2 separate regions of the Ovis aries genome follow, and region 1 is linked to region 2. Evidence: chromatin contacts called from public Hi-C data. All regions are on one chromosome and are shown on one strand. The core of a region is the stretch at or near the end of the contact, and the rest is flanking DNA. Distances in the headings are between cores, read along the strand shown. Region 1 overlaps LOC132657478 (a long non-coding RNA gene). Region 2 holds the start of GARIN4 (golgi associated RAB2 interactor family member 4).

What was found. A called contact is a pair of places that touch in the nucleus more often than the background predicts.
Region 1: a contact with region 2 is called in a Hi-C map of hypothalamus, with 2.9 times the contacts expected there. The contact joins the enhancer-like site here to the promoter of GARIN4 in region 2. A contact is called at or near these places in 8 of 16 Hi-C or Micro-C datasets (blood, hypothalamus, liver and 2 more).

The regions. Positions count from the first base shown.
Region 1 is chr12:70,571,033-70,577,869 of ARS-UI_Ramb_v3.0, reverse strand. LOC132657478 (a long non-coding RNA gene) reads right to left here. Exons shown (of 5, transcript XR_009595754.1): 4 at 5,982-6,631; 5 at 1-1,111. Among named protein-coding and RNA genes, the nearest start is that of NENF, 41 kb to the left of the region's middle. Within about 2 kb of position 4,504, at least 8 of the 54 cell types and tissues checked have an H3K27ac peak or open chromatin away from gene starts, as enhancers often do. A contact at or near this core is called in liver, where this site is marked.
Region 2 is chr12:70,395,152-70,402,292 of ARS-UI_Ramb_v3.0, reverse strand. GARIN4 (golgi associated RAB2 interactor family member 4) reads left to right here and starts at 5,261. Exons shown (of 1, transcript XM_027980229.3): 1 at 5,261-7,141. ATF3 (activating transcription factor 3) reads left to right here. Exons shown (of 4, transcript XM_060396719.1): 4 at 858-2,309. The coding sequence ends at 1,055.

The sequences.
Region 1 (6,837 bases), core at 3,255-5,754, 180 kb before region 2:
AATGCCAGCTTGGGTTTCCAGGCCAAGTTTGCCAGCCCTCTTGTTCCATTCAGGATCCCCAGCACGGCCTGGGCTGCTCCTCTGTGCTGGAGAACCTGCTAGTTCCCCATCCTGGGGTCCTCACCTTTCCAAGTCCCTTTCTGAACCCCACTTCGTCTCTACTAAGCTGCATGGCAGATCCCCCCAGACCTCTGCTCAAACCTGCCCTCCTCCAGAGCTCGTTTCCCAAGCAGTCAGCCCAGCTCTGTCAGCCTTGCTCCTGCTGCCCGGCCCTGTCTGGTGCGGCCCCATTTTCCCTTGGGAGACTGGAAGCTCCCTGAGGATTCGTGGGCACTGTCTGTCCGCAGACAGCTGTAACAAAGTGCCACAGACTCGCTGGCTTGAAACACTAGACATGCATTCTCTCACTGTTCTGGAAGCCAGAAGTCCAAAGTCATGGTGTCCCCGGGGCCACATCCTCCTCCGAGGTTCTAGAGGAGAATCATTCCTCGCTTGTCTTGCTTCTGGTGGCAGCTGGCATTCCTTGGCTGTAGCCGCAACATGGCACTCTCTGCCTGTCTCACAGGACCTTCTCTCTCCTTGTCTTGCCTCCCCCTCATAAGGACATTTGTCCTACTTGTTGGTTAATCTTCTCTTTGAAGATTCTTAACTACATCTACAAAGATGTTTCTTTGAAATAATGTAACCTTCACAGGTTCCAGGGATTAGAGTGTAGCAATATATTAGGGGGCTGCCACTCAAGTCACTACAGTTCAGTGTGGAGTGAAGTGGGGGTCCCCAAACCTGGCTGATCTCCAAAATCTGCCTGTGAGTGGGACTTGGAAAAATGCCTCAGTGTGGGCTTCCTTGGTGATTGAGATTCAGGAGGTTTGGGACATTGCCTGGCCATCAGTCAGGACTGGAGAGGCTACACTACAGTAACAAACACCCCCAACTTCTCAGTGGCTTGATGCAACAAACGTCTCTTTCGTGTTTACTCCGAAAGGTCACCTGGAGTTATTTGGGCCTCCTCTCTGAGTGGTCCTCCTCTCTGAGTGATCCTCCTCTCTGAGTAGTCCTCACGCCAGATCCAGGCTGATGGAGTGGCTACCATCTGGAAAGCTGCTGGCTCCTGTGACAGAAGGGGGAAGCGTGGTGAATTAGGAACTGGATTTTAATGCCATTTCCACCCAGAAGTGATGCTCATGACTTCTGCCCCCATTTTCACCAGTGTCTCTATTTTCAGAAAGCACTGCGTGTTTGGGAAGCCTGAGGCCAAAGAGCTGCAGGGGGACATCCGGTGATGTCCTAAATGGTGCTAAAGCATCCCTTCTAACTGCCCTTCTCTCCCCCGAGGGTCAAGGCCCCAAGGCAGAGCGTCCCATGGGCCGAGTCTGGGTCATACCGGGCCTGGAGGACTGTCTGCCCCGCACCAAGGCCACTTGCTGGACTAGCTACCCGAGAAGAGGGCTCAAGGTGGGCAGGCAAAATTCAGCAGGCGGCATCCACTGAGGTCCTCCTAGTCCCTCTCCAGGGCGAGCTAGTTCTGGAAGGCATTCAGGAGTTCACCTGACTCTACAGGAGCCCCTTCACTCTATTTTCTTTTTTTTTTTTTTCAGGAAAGGGGAGTGCTTAAGAGAGGGAGATGCACCATTCCCCTGATCAGCTCTGCTCTGGGCTCCCAGAGGCCGCCAGTGTCCACCTGGCAGAGCCGGGGCGACGGGTTTGGACGTGGTGGCCCCTCTGTTCACCCAGGAAGGAGCTGGCCGGGGGCAAGAAGCGGGAAGTGGAACCACCCCAGCTCCATCCTGTGCCTTCCCAGAACAGGCGGCAGGAGGGCAAGTCAGGATCTGGGTGAAAACCAGGTGTGCAGAAATCTATGTTGGGCTCGGAACTGTCGTGTGAACTGGCTTCGCCGTTTGTCACCAGCATTGTCTGCCTCTCCGATGATTCTGACAGCACTCTGACGCTTCAGGAAACCGAGCCCATTCTTAGAGCAGTCTTTTGTCACAGCCCAGGGCCATGGAGACTCCTGGAGTGCAGGCAGAGGGGCTGGGAAGGACACGTCTGCCCTGCTCAGGGGGAGAGGAGCTCCGGATGCGGGAGAAGGACAGTAGCGCGGGAGAAAGACCGTGTTTCCTAACACAGGGGTCCTCAACCTGCCTGTACAGCCCCAGGGCGCCCTTGGGTGCATGGGCCTGAGTGGAGGACCACCAGTCACAACCAGGGCACCCTGTTAAGTCTGAACATCAGACAAACAAACGAAAAAAAATTTTTTTAGTATAAGTATGCCCCATGCAATATTTGGGATATACTTAACCTTTTGAAGTTATTTATTTTTCCGAAATTCAATCTTAACTGTATACCTGTCATTTCTATTTGTTAGACCTGGAAACGTTATTTGGGTGTCCTGCTTTGCTTTTATTTTGGGGGGCTTGTGTTAGATTTTATTTTTTTGGAATCAAAGTATTCAATGCTAAAAAATAAGTTTAGAAAGCCACAGCTAACTCTTTAAATTTTTTTCCACATCATTAAACTAAGCTGTAATGAATGTTTAATGCATTCTTTCACCCCAGACATATTTCATGGAGAGTTTTGCAAACTCTGGTACAGTCAGTGGGGACAACATGAGGTGAATAAGACAGAGCTGTGCTCTCAAGTTATTGAGAGAGAGCGTCAACCACTGACCACCTGAGGTTGGAAGTGCAGGACATGGAGAGGGAGTTAGCACCACAGGGACCATGGCAGAGCAGTGAAGAATAATGAGACACAGTAAAGGGATGCTTATTAAAGAGCAGAAATGGTACTTTGCCAACAAAGGCCCATCTAGTCAAAGCTATGGTTTTTCCAGTAGTCACGTATGGATATGAGTGTTAGACCATAAAGAAAGCTGAGCACTGAAGATCTGATGCTTTTGAATGGTGGTGTTGGAGAAGACTCTTGAGAGTCCCTTGGACTGCAAGGAGATCCACCCAGTTCATCCTAAAGGAGATCAGTCCTGGTTCTTCATTGGAAGGACTGATGCTGAAGCTGAAGCTCCAGTACTTTGGCCACCTCATGCGAAGAACTGACTCATTAGAAAAGACCCTGATGCTGGGAGGGATTGAAGGTGGGACGAGAAGGGGACGACAGAGGATGAGATAGTTGTATAGCCTCACCGACTCAGTGGACATGAGTTTGAGCAAGCTCCGGGAGTTGGTGATGGACAGGGAAGCCTGGCGGGCCGCAGTCCATGGGGTTGCAAAGAGTCGAACATGACTGAGGGACTGAACTGAACTGAAAGGGATGCTAATCAGGCATTGCCACAGGTCATGGTCCAAACTGACCAGCATCATGTTGGGAAAACCCTGATCCTCTTGGACTTTCCTTCCTTTTCCTCTAACTTATGGAGAAGGCAATGGCACCCCACTCCAGTACTCTTGCCTGGAAAATCCCATGGGTGGAGGAGCCTGGTGGGCTGCAGTCCATGGGGTTGCTAAGAGTCGGACACGACTGAGCGTCTTCACTTTAAATTTTCACTTTCATGCATTGGAGAAGGAAATGGCAACCCACTCCAATGTTCTTGCCTGGAGAATCCCAGGGAAGGGGGAGCCTGGTGGGCTGCCGTCTATAGGGTCACACAGAGTCGGACACGACTGCAGTGACTCAGCAGCATGGTTTAATAATGACTCGGTTAGGACTGATGAAATACTCAAGCAACCACTTTCTGTTTGGTTGACTTAAAAGGATGACATTGGCAAGCCATTTCCTTGGGGAGGTGCTTTCAGGATCTCACACCAGGGTCTGACCCAGGATCCTGCTAGTTTGGGCAGGCACCACCTTCACTGTGTTCTTGAGACTCCCGTCCAACCTTGACCGGTACCAGGAATGCGGCTGAGGGAAATGAAATTCTGAAGGAGGAGGACTGTTCAAAGGGCAAAATGCTCTCTACCTTATTAACTCTCAAGTAAACACCTTAGCTCCACGTGTTGATGAGTAAGCCGGGAGGGACCCAGGTCTGGGAAGGCAGAGTGGCTTTCTATTGCCTAAGGAGACAGCAAGGCCGAGGTGAGAGTTCTCTGTTATTATAGACAGTGTTGTCATTAAAAAAAAAATCATTAGAGGAAACTGTTTTCTTTCCAGAAGAGTCTGTCTTCTGGGAACCGGGTACCCAAAGGTAGGTGTCAGGCGGGCTCCTGGAGGATGGGCCAGGGGTCAGGAGACTCAGCCTTGGAGTCTGGTCACACTTGGCGATGACGGCGTGAAGTCCCCAGCATGTGACCCCACATGTGGGCTGGCATGTGACACCCCCAGCAGTGTGGCCCGTGGAAACGAGGCTCAGAGGCGGTTTTGTGTGAGTCTAGAACAACCACACAGAGCTGAGGAGCAGCGAGCCGCCCGCAGGCCTGTGGAAAGCAAGACGACCATTGTCTCCTGTTCCCACGGGAGCCAGAAATAGAACTCTGCCCTTTGGCCTTAGGGGCTGAGGCCACTGCCGGGCGTGGGTGTCCCAACCACAGGGCCCTCTGTTCCTCTCTCCCCACCATTCCTCTAGCCTGCCCTTCCTCGCCCGTGACCTTTGCCCCAGACTGCGGACGCTGTGCTCAGCCCCACTGCTGGGCATCTCCAACCTGGCACTTTGGGGGGTGGAGGGCAGGTGTGGTCCCAGCTGCAGGGAAGAACAGGGCAACCCCTTCCTCATGGGTCTTAGCTGCCACCCAGAGCCCGGACCTGGGGCTATTCAGAAACCTTTCACCTCTTCCTGGAAGTGATGGTTCCAGGGTCTTTATGACTTAATTCCCTGAGACTCACAGTCAGACGTGCATTTTGCACTGCACCCCATGCACGCCCTGTGTCCTGGTCTCTTCCACTCGTGGGCCGGGTCCGTGGCTGCTGGCCCTCAGGCTTTGCTGGGTCCAGCTGGTGGACTGCCTAGCAGGAGCTGGGGAAGAGGCAGGGCAGTGACGCTAAGTATTCATTCCCTATCGACTGCCGCAGGCCAGCTGGCCTTCTCCCTGGGTCAGTGACCGCAGCTCCTGTCTGAGCCTTTACCACACCGCTCTCTCTGTCTCCAAGTCCTGGAACCACCTCTGCCTTCAAGTCTGAGGGTGATAACCAAGCCCCACAACTCTTAGATCTGGCCCTACATTAGCTTTTGTGACTTCCCTACATCCTACCCATGTCTTTATAAATTGTTCCTTTATTAAATGCCCACAAGTGACCCAGTCAGATGTGCCATCTTCCTGCTGCTGTATCCCTGCAGCACATGTGTGCTCATACATACAACACACAAACACATAATATGCATTTAGTAACACTCACCCTGACTCCCCGTGGGGCATCCTGATACATGTGACCCGATTCTGGCTAATTATTAAGGATGCTCACCTCACCCACTCAATTCATTCCATGACTCATTTATGGTCTTGCTCCCCAGTTTGGAAAGCCTTGCGTAGGGCCAGCCTGGGGGAGGCAGCTGTCAGCTGGCCTGGCTGTGGCACCTGGCAGAGGTCAGCGTGGAATATGCCAAGGAAGAGGGGGGCCGTCAGATGACTCTGCAGAGTGGGTGTCTTATGGGACTCCCCGGGGGGAAGGCTGCATGCCTCTTGGGTAGTAGTTCCTTTCTGTGGTCATCCCATTCCAAGGGCTGAATTTCCACTTTGTAAGCTAGAAATCTGTGCTGGTGAGACATTGTGAGGTGACGGGGCTCAGGGCTGACCTGCGTGCCATGGCGAGCATAAATAAATACAACCGAATGATTCAGCCACTCCCAGTGAGGACACAACCATCCAGGGGGGCCCGAGAGCCATGTTCACCCATCGACACCTTTTCTCTGGAGGGAAATTCTATCCAGAAGGCCAGGCTGTCATCAGAAGGCTCCTGGCCAGCACGGCCTCAGAGAGAGGGCATTCTTCGAAGACCGGAGCGGGTCTGGGTGGCCAGAGCACCGTCTCTCTGGGGTGCCTGCCTCCTGGCTCCTCCTTTGTCCCCACATGCTTGCTGACCCATCCCCTCTGGCTCACCTGCTCACTTTCTTGCTGTTTCCTTCTAGGTCTAAGCTGGTGAAGCCGCTCATTCCAGTCCTTGGTGGGGGTGAATGGAGGTGGCTGCACCCACGGCTGCATGACGAGGGGGGCTGGTACCTGTTTTCAGGGAGTCGGGGTGCTTCCTCTGCCTCGCCCTCCAGGTGGTCCCGAGACGTGCGGCCAGCATCTGGCCGATCAGCAGTAGGAAAAATGCATGTTTCTTGATTCCTTTGTGGAAACTAGGAGGGTCTGGAGGACTTTGAAAGTGAAAGTGAAGTCACTCGGTCGTGACTGACTCTTTGCGACCCCATGGACTGCAGCCCACCAGGCTCCTTCGTCCATGGGATTCTCCAGGCAAGAATACTGCAGTGGGTTGCCATTGCCTTCTCCAGGGCATCTTCTCGACACGGATCGAACCTGGGTCTCCCGCACTGCAGGCAGACTCCTTACCACCTGAGCCACCAGGGGCTCCTTCCTAGAGGACTTCAAAGTCCTGGAGGACTTGAAGGTGTCTCATTTCTCTCCCCTATCAACCCATGAGCAAGAACCTGCTTCCCCACCTGGTACATAAGGAGACTGACGCATGGAGCAACCAGGCAACTTGGCTAAGGCTGTGATGCACATCAACTCCTAGGTGGCCCTCGAAGCTGTAAATACATGTGTGCTCTGTAAGAACAGGGAATGTGTCCCCAGCCCCACGAGCTCTCACCTCGGAGGGCAGGACTCTTCCTCATTCGGTAAATTCCCTCTCTCTACCCCTGCTAGTCATCGCGGTGCCCAAGGCAGGACTCAGCACGCCAGGGTGCCCAGTTACCCACGCTTGCTGACACATGCAGATGAGAGACCAGCCTCT
Region 2 (7,141 bases), core at 4,012-6,511:
AGCTGAGAGTCTGTGCTCCCAGCTGTGTTCAACAGGCTCCCCTTCCGGAAGGGAGAAACACCCGTGGGAGGGGTGTCTCCGGGCAGGTGGAGCGGGGCTCTGGGGCAGTCCTTGCAGCGGCCGTGTCCCCTTCCCCAAGTGAGGACAGGCCAGGGCAGAGTCTTCACTTGGGTTCCACATGTCTCAGGTTCCATAGGTTGCATCAGGGGGGGTCAATGAAAATTAAGACATTTTGTTTATTTCTACGTACATTCTTTCTGTGGAGATGAGCTTCTCAGTGAAATCAGACTATAAACGTATAAGACTATAAATACCATTGAGTCTGGATTTCTTTCCAGCCCCCAAGGTCCTTTCAGGTCCAGACGACCTGCCTATGGGCTATTTGATTCTTAGAAGGGAGGCCTCTGCGGTTGGTTCTACTGCTGTTCCATTTCTATGAGGATCACAACCTGCCTCCACCTTGAGTGGAAAGGATATCTCTGAAGGAGCTCTGAGTTCAAAGGCTTCTCCAGGCTCTGGACTCTTTCAAACCTAATGCTGCTCTCCCAGCTTTGTGGGGCTTCATAACAGGGCGCCAACGGCATTCCCCTGCAGGCCATTCCCTACTTGATGAGCCCCGATGTGTTCCAGCCCTTGCCCCTGCCATCCAGGGGCCACCAGCAGGCCACCCCTTCCTCACTGGACCTTGGTTCCTTTCCTTGTTTATTTTTTGGCTGCACCAGGCAGCTTGTGGGACTTTTGTTCCCCAACTAGGGATCGAACCCGGGCCCCAGCAGTGGAAGCAGAGTCCTAACCGCTGGACCACCAGGGAAGTTCCCTTGGCTCCTTTCCTAATACCTCTGTTGCTTGTGCCCCAGGAGTCTGAGAAACTGGAGAGTGTGAATGCTGAGCTGAAGGCACAAATTGAGGAGCTCAAGAATGAGAAGCAGCATTTGATATACATGCTCAACCTGCACCGGCCCACGTGTATTGTTCGGGCTCAGAACGGGCGGACTCCGGAAGATGAGAGGAACCTTTTTATCCAACAGATAAAGGAGGGAACATTGCAGAGCTAAGCAGCCGTGGTATGGGGCAACTGGGGAGTCCTCATCGAATCCTCCTTTTACATCCGAAACCCTGAAGCCATTGGAGATCTGACTTCCTATGCACCTCTTGAATCCCAGCAGGCAAGAACCATCAAGGTGGGAGTGCCCTCCGTGACTCAGCCGGGCCTTTCCACTCTACTCCAGAGTGGACTTTGGACCGGGGCAAGGGCATCTTTTGCCTCCACTCCAGGATTTAAGCCTTAACATCCCGGCCATCCTTGGATTCTCCAGATGACCCCCAGTTAGGGTCCTGCCTCCCTCGCATCTGGATTCTGCAAAATTCAGGACTCCACCATTAGGATCCATGCAGAAGTGTCTGTAACCTTGGGTGGGTGGGGTGGGGCCACCTCCTCCGCTGCTGCCGCCACTGTCACTTGTAGGGGACATGGAGTGAGAATGGCATCTCGTGAAGTTGTGCAATGGCCAGGGTTGTGCTTTCTAGCAAATACGCTGTTCTGTACAGGAGTTGCTGTGTGCAAGGCGTTCGTTTCAAAACTAGGCGTTGTGCTCTACTGATGTTTGTGCCACACGACACCGCTGTGACTTTTTCGTGACTTAGCTCAGACCTGGTTTCTGAGAGTCTGGGGGGCTGTCACCACGTGCAGTGTCTTGCTAAGTGTTCAGGTGGCCAGAAGGGCTTGCCAGCTCTGGCAGGAGAGAACTGGGCCGGGCAGTGCTGAGTGCAGTTTTGTGCCAACAGAAAAGACCTCTTCCGCTTGGCTCTCAGGCATTAATGCGGGCCCTCTATTGCAAACTCAGTTATAAGGTCACAGGAAGAAAGCAGAAACACGAGTCCAGCTTCCAAAGGCTTAGGAGTCTCTGCTCAGTGACTTAGGTCAGGAATTTTTTTCTAGGTGGGAAGAGCCAAAGAATATTCCACTTTTCCTGTTCTTGCAACTGAAAACCACATTCAGTGGACGCGCATTTGAAGCCAGGTGATGCTAGGCTTTAGCATTATTAGATGTTAATGGCATCGTTCCTGTCATGCAGATGTTTGTGGAAATCTGGCCCAGAGCACTGATAGCTGTGAGAAAGTCGACTCACACTGGCCAGGAGGTCTCTGGCTACCGTCTGTTTAAATTCTGACGTTTCTGTGAAATCCTCAGAGTGTTTAATCCTACTCAGTAGTATCATTACAATTTTCTGTAAGAGAAAATATTACTTATTTATCCTAGTATTCTTAACTTGTCAATATAATAAATATTGGAACCAAGACATGGTGAACTACAGTGTGGTGCTGGTTTCTGTTCTTTTAAAGCAGTTGGTCCTTGAGCTCTGGCCATTCTCCTCCCCTCCCCTTTGGAGACGGTGATGTAGGGGGTGATTTGAGCTTTGACTATTCTTCAAGTGTTCTTCTTTGTTATCTGGGGTGCCACTTGGTGGGCTTTTTGACTTTCAATCCTATTCCTCAATTTCTGGCTTTTAATGCTCAATCTCTCATTGACAAACACTAGGACACAGCAGCAAGTATATCCTTTAGACTTTGGATACTAGGATAGAAATTTTATATAAAATCTGAATACCTGAACTTCCTGTTTCTCTATATTCAAAGGCCTAAAATGTACACCTGTTGTTCAACCTGAACCTTACAATCTGTGGTAGAACTCTTTGTGAAGGCTTCACTCGAATTACATTTCTTGTAATGTCCAAATATGTGTCTCACTGTTGCAAATAAGCATTTCAAATTTTGGAAAAGGACGGTGGGGAGGAAGAGAGAATATAATTTCAGACAGGATTAGTTCAGTTCAGTCACTCAGTCGTGTCCGACTTTTTGCAACCCCATGAATCGCAGCATGCCAGGCCTCCCTGTCCATCACCAACTCCTGAAGTTCACTCAGACTCACGTCCATCGAGTCCGTGATGCCATCCAGCCATCTCATCCTGGGTCGTCCCCTTCTCCTCCTGCCCCCAATCCCTCTCAGCATCACAGTCTTTTCCAGTGAGTCAACTCTTCGCATGAGGTGGCCAAAGTATTGGAGTTTCAGCTTTAGCATCATTCCTTCCAAAGAAATCCCAGGGCTGATCTCCTTCAGAATGGACTGGTTGGATCTCTTTGCTGTCCAAGGGACTCTCAAGAGTCTTCTGATAGGTGTGATAATTCAGAGGAAATAGTCCACCTAATTTTCTGGAATCTCTGGAGCATGTGATTCCTTTAGGTCTCCAACAGAATCACGGTGCCTTGCTCTTGCCCTGTGCACACACCCGACACTCACAGGCTGGCAATAAAAATTGGCTCCTCTGTCATCAGTGCCGTTTTACAGAGCGATCCTGACTTTGTTGACTGTTCATACATGTGGATGGAGCCTGCTTCTTTGAACCCATGTTTGTTTTCTTTAAACTATCACCTGAGACACAGGTATCCTAATTTTGCTGTTTTAGCTACATCTCAGGGGCAGCTCCTAATCTGTACAGAGCATCTGGTGGAAGTACCATTCACTGTTTCTTTCAGGAGGTAGTCTGTTTTCTTTATCTTGCTGGAGGAGGAAGAATTTCCTTGCATTAACCTTCTGCTTGTGCCACCAATCAGCCGTTAGGAAACTCAAGACAGTTTTAAAGCTGCCACGGACAGCAATGAATTAGAGCGGAAGGAAGGGGGAGGCGGCTGTTGCAAGAAAAAGTGATCTGAGAAGCGCACTGTAAATCATCAGTGGAACTGTAAGTTCTTTGAACAAATGCATTAAAAATAGTTTTGTTGTCTGTCACCAAGTTTATGTTTCCACTTAAAAAAAAAGGGTTAATATGTATTTACCATCAAGTTGCTTAGTTCATCTTGTTTCACACTCAGCAGCTAGGGGAGGTGAGGGTTCTGAGAGGATAAATTGGGATGGGACCTCTGCTGGAGTCAGACGCCTGGTTAACAAGGCCGTTTCCTTGGGCCGTCACCTGCAGGGGTGGTAATGTCACACTGGCCAGGCATGGAGAGCCCACCCTGCCCCGTCTCTTGCCCTCATCCTGTCCCCATGTCTTTCCCTGAGATCTGGCCTGACACTTGCTTCCGAGTATAAGAGCCATAAGGGGTCTGGCCCAGGACAGGGTTTCTGGGATCAAAGTTTCCACTTTCTGCCAGAAGCTAAAATGCCAACTGTTTTCCATCTTTATCCTAATTTCTCCCACAGGCTTTGAATAAACCTGAAATCCAAACTCACAGTAAGCTTTTCCTGTCTTCTGCATCCCATGCTCTTTGGTGGGGTTTAAGCAGTTTCTCAGTGGAGTAGTGTTTTCATGGATTTGCCAGAGGAAAAACCTCCGAGGAGGCCAGCTTTGCCCAGTGAGGATCCTTCTCAGTTCTCACCATGGCTCTAAACACAGAATCTTGTCTGTCTTACCGAAACCTGCTGTCAGGAAGGAATTCACACTGAGGCTTAAAGGGCCAGCTGAGACTGATGTTAATAATAGCTGACATTTACTGAGAAATGCTACTCAATACTTTACATTATCTCATTTAATCCTCACAGCAACTATTATCCCCATTTTACAGATGAGGAAGTGGAGAGTTAAGTAGTGTGCCCAAGATCACACAGGTGACCTTTCTAAAGCTGAAAGCTATGTTTTTTAACTATAAAGCTTCTGATCGGAAGTGTGTGTGTGTATGTGGTAAAATACACATGAAATTCACAACTGCAATTTTAAAGTGTACAGTTCAGTGGCATTCACAATACCATGTAACCATCACCACTATCAAGCTCCAGAACTTTTCATCACCCCCCAAAAAATATCCAATACTTCTCATTCTCCCCTCTTTCCAGCCCTAGGGAACCGCTGACCTAGTATCTGTCTCTATGGATTTCTCTTTCCTGGATATCTCGTAGAAATAGAATCATTATAATACGTGATCTCTTTCACTGAGAGATCCATGTCTCTTTCAATGTTCATCCATGTCATAAAATGTATCAGTACTTCATTCCTTTCTTTGGCTGAATAGTATTCCACAGCATAGATAGACTACATTTTGTTTATCCAATCATCTGTTGATGGGCATCTGTGTGTATTTTAATGGAAAGATAGCCCTTATCCTCAAGGTATGACTCCCTAAGGTGGGAGTTCAGGCATTGTATCAAACTTCGGATAAGAGAGATGGGAGCAGGGTCCTTTCTCAGAACTTTCAAGTCACAGTTTAGAAATCACTTATTCTGTGATTAGCTCTGTGAGAATGGCAGTGAGACAGAGTGTCTAATAGTACATGTTCCCTGTAGGTGTCAAGGCTTCCAAACCATTTCTGCCCAGTAGAGAGATATTACCCTCCAGGAGGGCACCTAGCAGACTCTTGAAACTGGAGCTTACATTTCAGTCTACCCATCCCCCAATTCACCATGGGAGGACATGTGCTGAGAGCGAAGAGGTAGGTTTCCATGCAGGAGCTCTTTGCACAAGCATAAAGAAGAAGGGCAATGCCAAAGAATGTTCAGATTCCTGCACAATTGCACTCATCTCACAGGCTAGCAAAGTAATGCTCAAAATTCTCCAAGCCAGGCTTCAACAGTACTTGAACCGTGAACTTCCTGATGTTCAAGCTGGATTTAGAAAAGGCAGAGGAACCAGAGATCAAATTGCCAACATCCTTTGGATCATCAAAAAAGCAAGAGAGTTCCAGAAAAACACCTACTTCTGCTTTATTGATTACGCCAAAACCCGTAACTGTGTAGATCACAACAAACTGTGGAAAATTTTTCAAGAGATGGGAATTCCAGACCACCGTACCTGCCTCCTGAGAAATCTGTATGCAGGTCAAGAAGCAACAGTTAGAATTGGACATGGAACAACAGACTGGTTCCAAATCGGGAAAGAAGTACATTATGCTGTATATTGTCACCCTGCTTATTGACTTATATGCAGAGTACATCATGTGAAATTCTGGGCTGGATGGAGCACAGACTGGAATCAAGATTGCTGGGAGAAATATCAATAACCTCAGATATGCAGATAACACCACTCTTATGGCAGAAAGTGAAGAGGAACTAAAGAGCCTCTTGATAAAAGTGAAAGAGGAGGGTGAAAAATCTGGCTTAAAACTCAACATTCAAATAACTAAGGTCACGGCATCTGGTCCCATCAGTTCATGGCAAGTAAATGGGGAAACCATGGAAACAGTGACAGGCTTTATATTCTTGGGCTCCAATATCACTGCAGAGGGGGACTGCAGCCATGAAATTAAAAGACACTTGCTCCTTGGAAGAAAAGCTATGACCAAGCTAGACAGTATGTTAAAAAGCAGGGACATTGCCTAAAAAGGTCCGTCTAGTCAAAGCTATGGTTTTTCCAGTAGTCATGTATGGGTATGAGAGTTGGACTATAAAGAAAGCTGAGTGCTGAAGAATTGATGCTTTTGACCTGTGGTGTGGAAAAGACTCTTGAGAGTCCCTTAGCCTTCAAGGAGATCAAACCGGTCAATTCTCAAGGAAATCAGTCCTGAATATTCATTGGAAGGTCTGATGTTGAAGCTGAAAACTCAATACTTTGGCCACTTGATGTGAAGAACTGACTCACTGGAAAAGACCCTGATGCTGGGAAAGATTGAAGGCAGGAGGATAAGGGGATGACAGAGGATGAGATGGTTGGATGGCATCATTGACTCTATGGGCATGAGTTTGAGTAAGCTCTGGGAGTTGGTGATGGATAGGGAAGCCTGGCGTGCTGCAGTCCATGGGGTCGCAAAGAGTCAGAAACGACTAAGTGACTGAACTGAAAGTGGGGAGGATCTGAGGCGATCTCTCAGGTAATTCAATCCCCAAACCAGCCCATGTGATGCCTTGGGTTCTCTCCATAATATATATACACACATAGAATTATGCAAATTCTAAAAACAGGTCTTCTCGTAAAGGTAGTTAAATCAGTCCAGTGTGAATACTTTTGGTGGGCCCAAGCATTGTTTGTGAGGCTAAGTACTATAGCATTCAGAACAAAGATTCTAAGCAACATTTAGAATCAGGTAGACCTGCATTCAAATACTGCCTCTGCTACCAGCAGATCTAAGAGATGGCACCTCAGTTTTTTTACCTGTGAGCTGGGAACAGTAGCAACAGTACCAAACTCAATGGACTCTCACGAGCATACGTGAA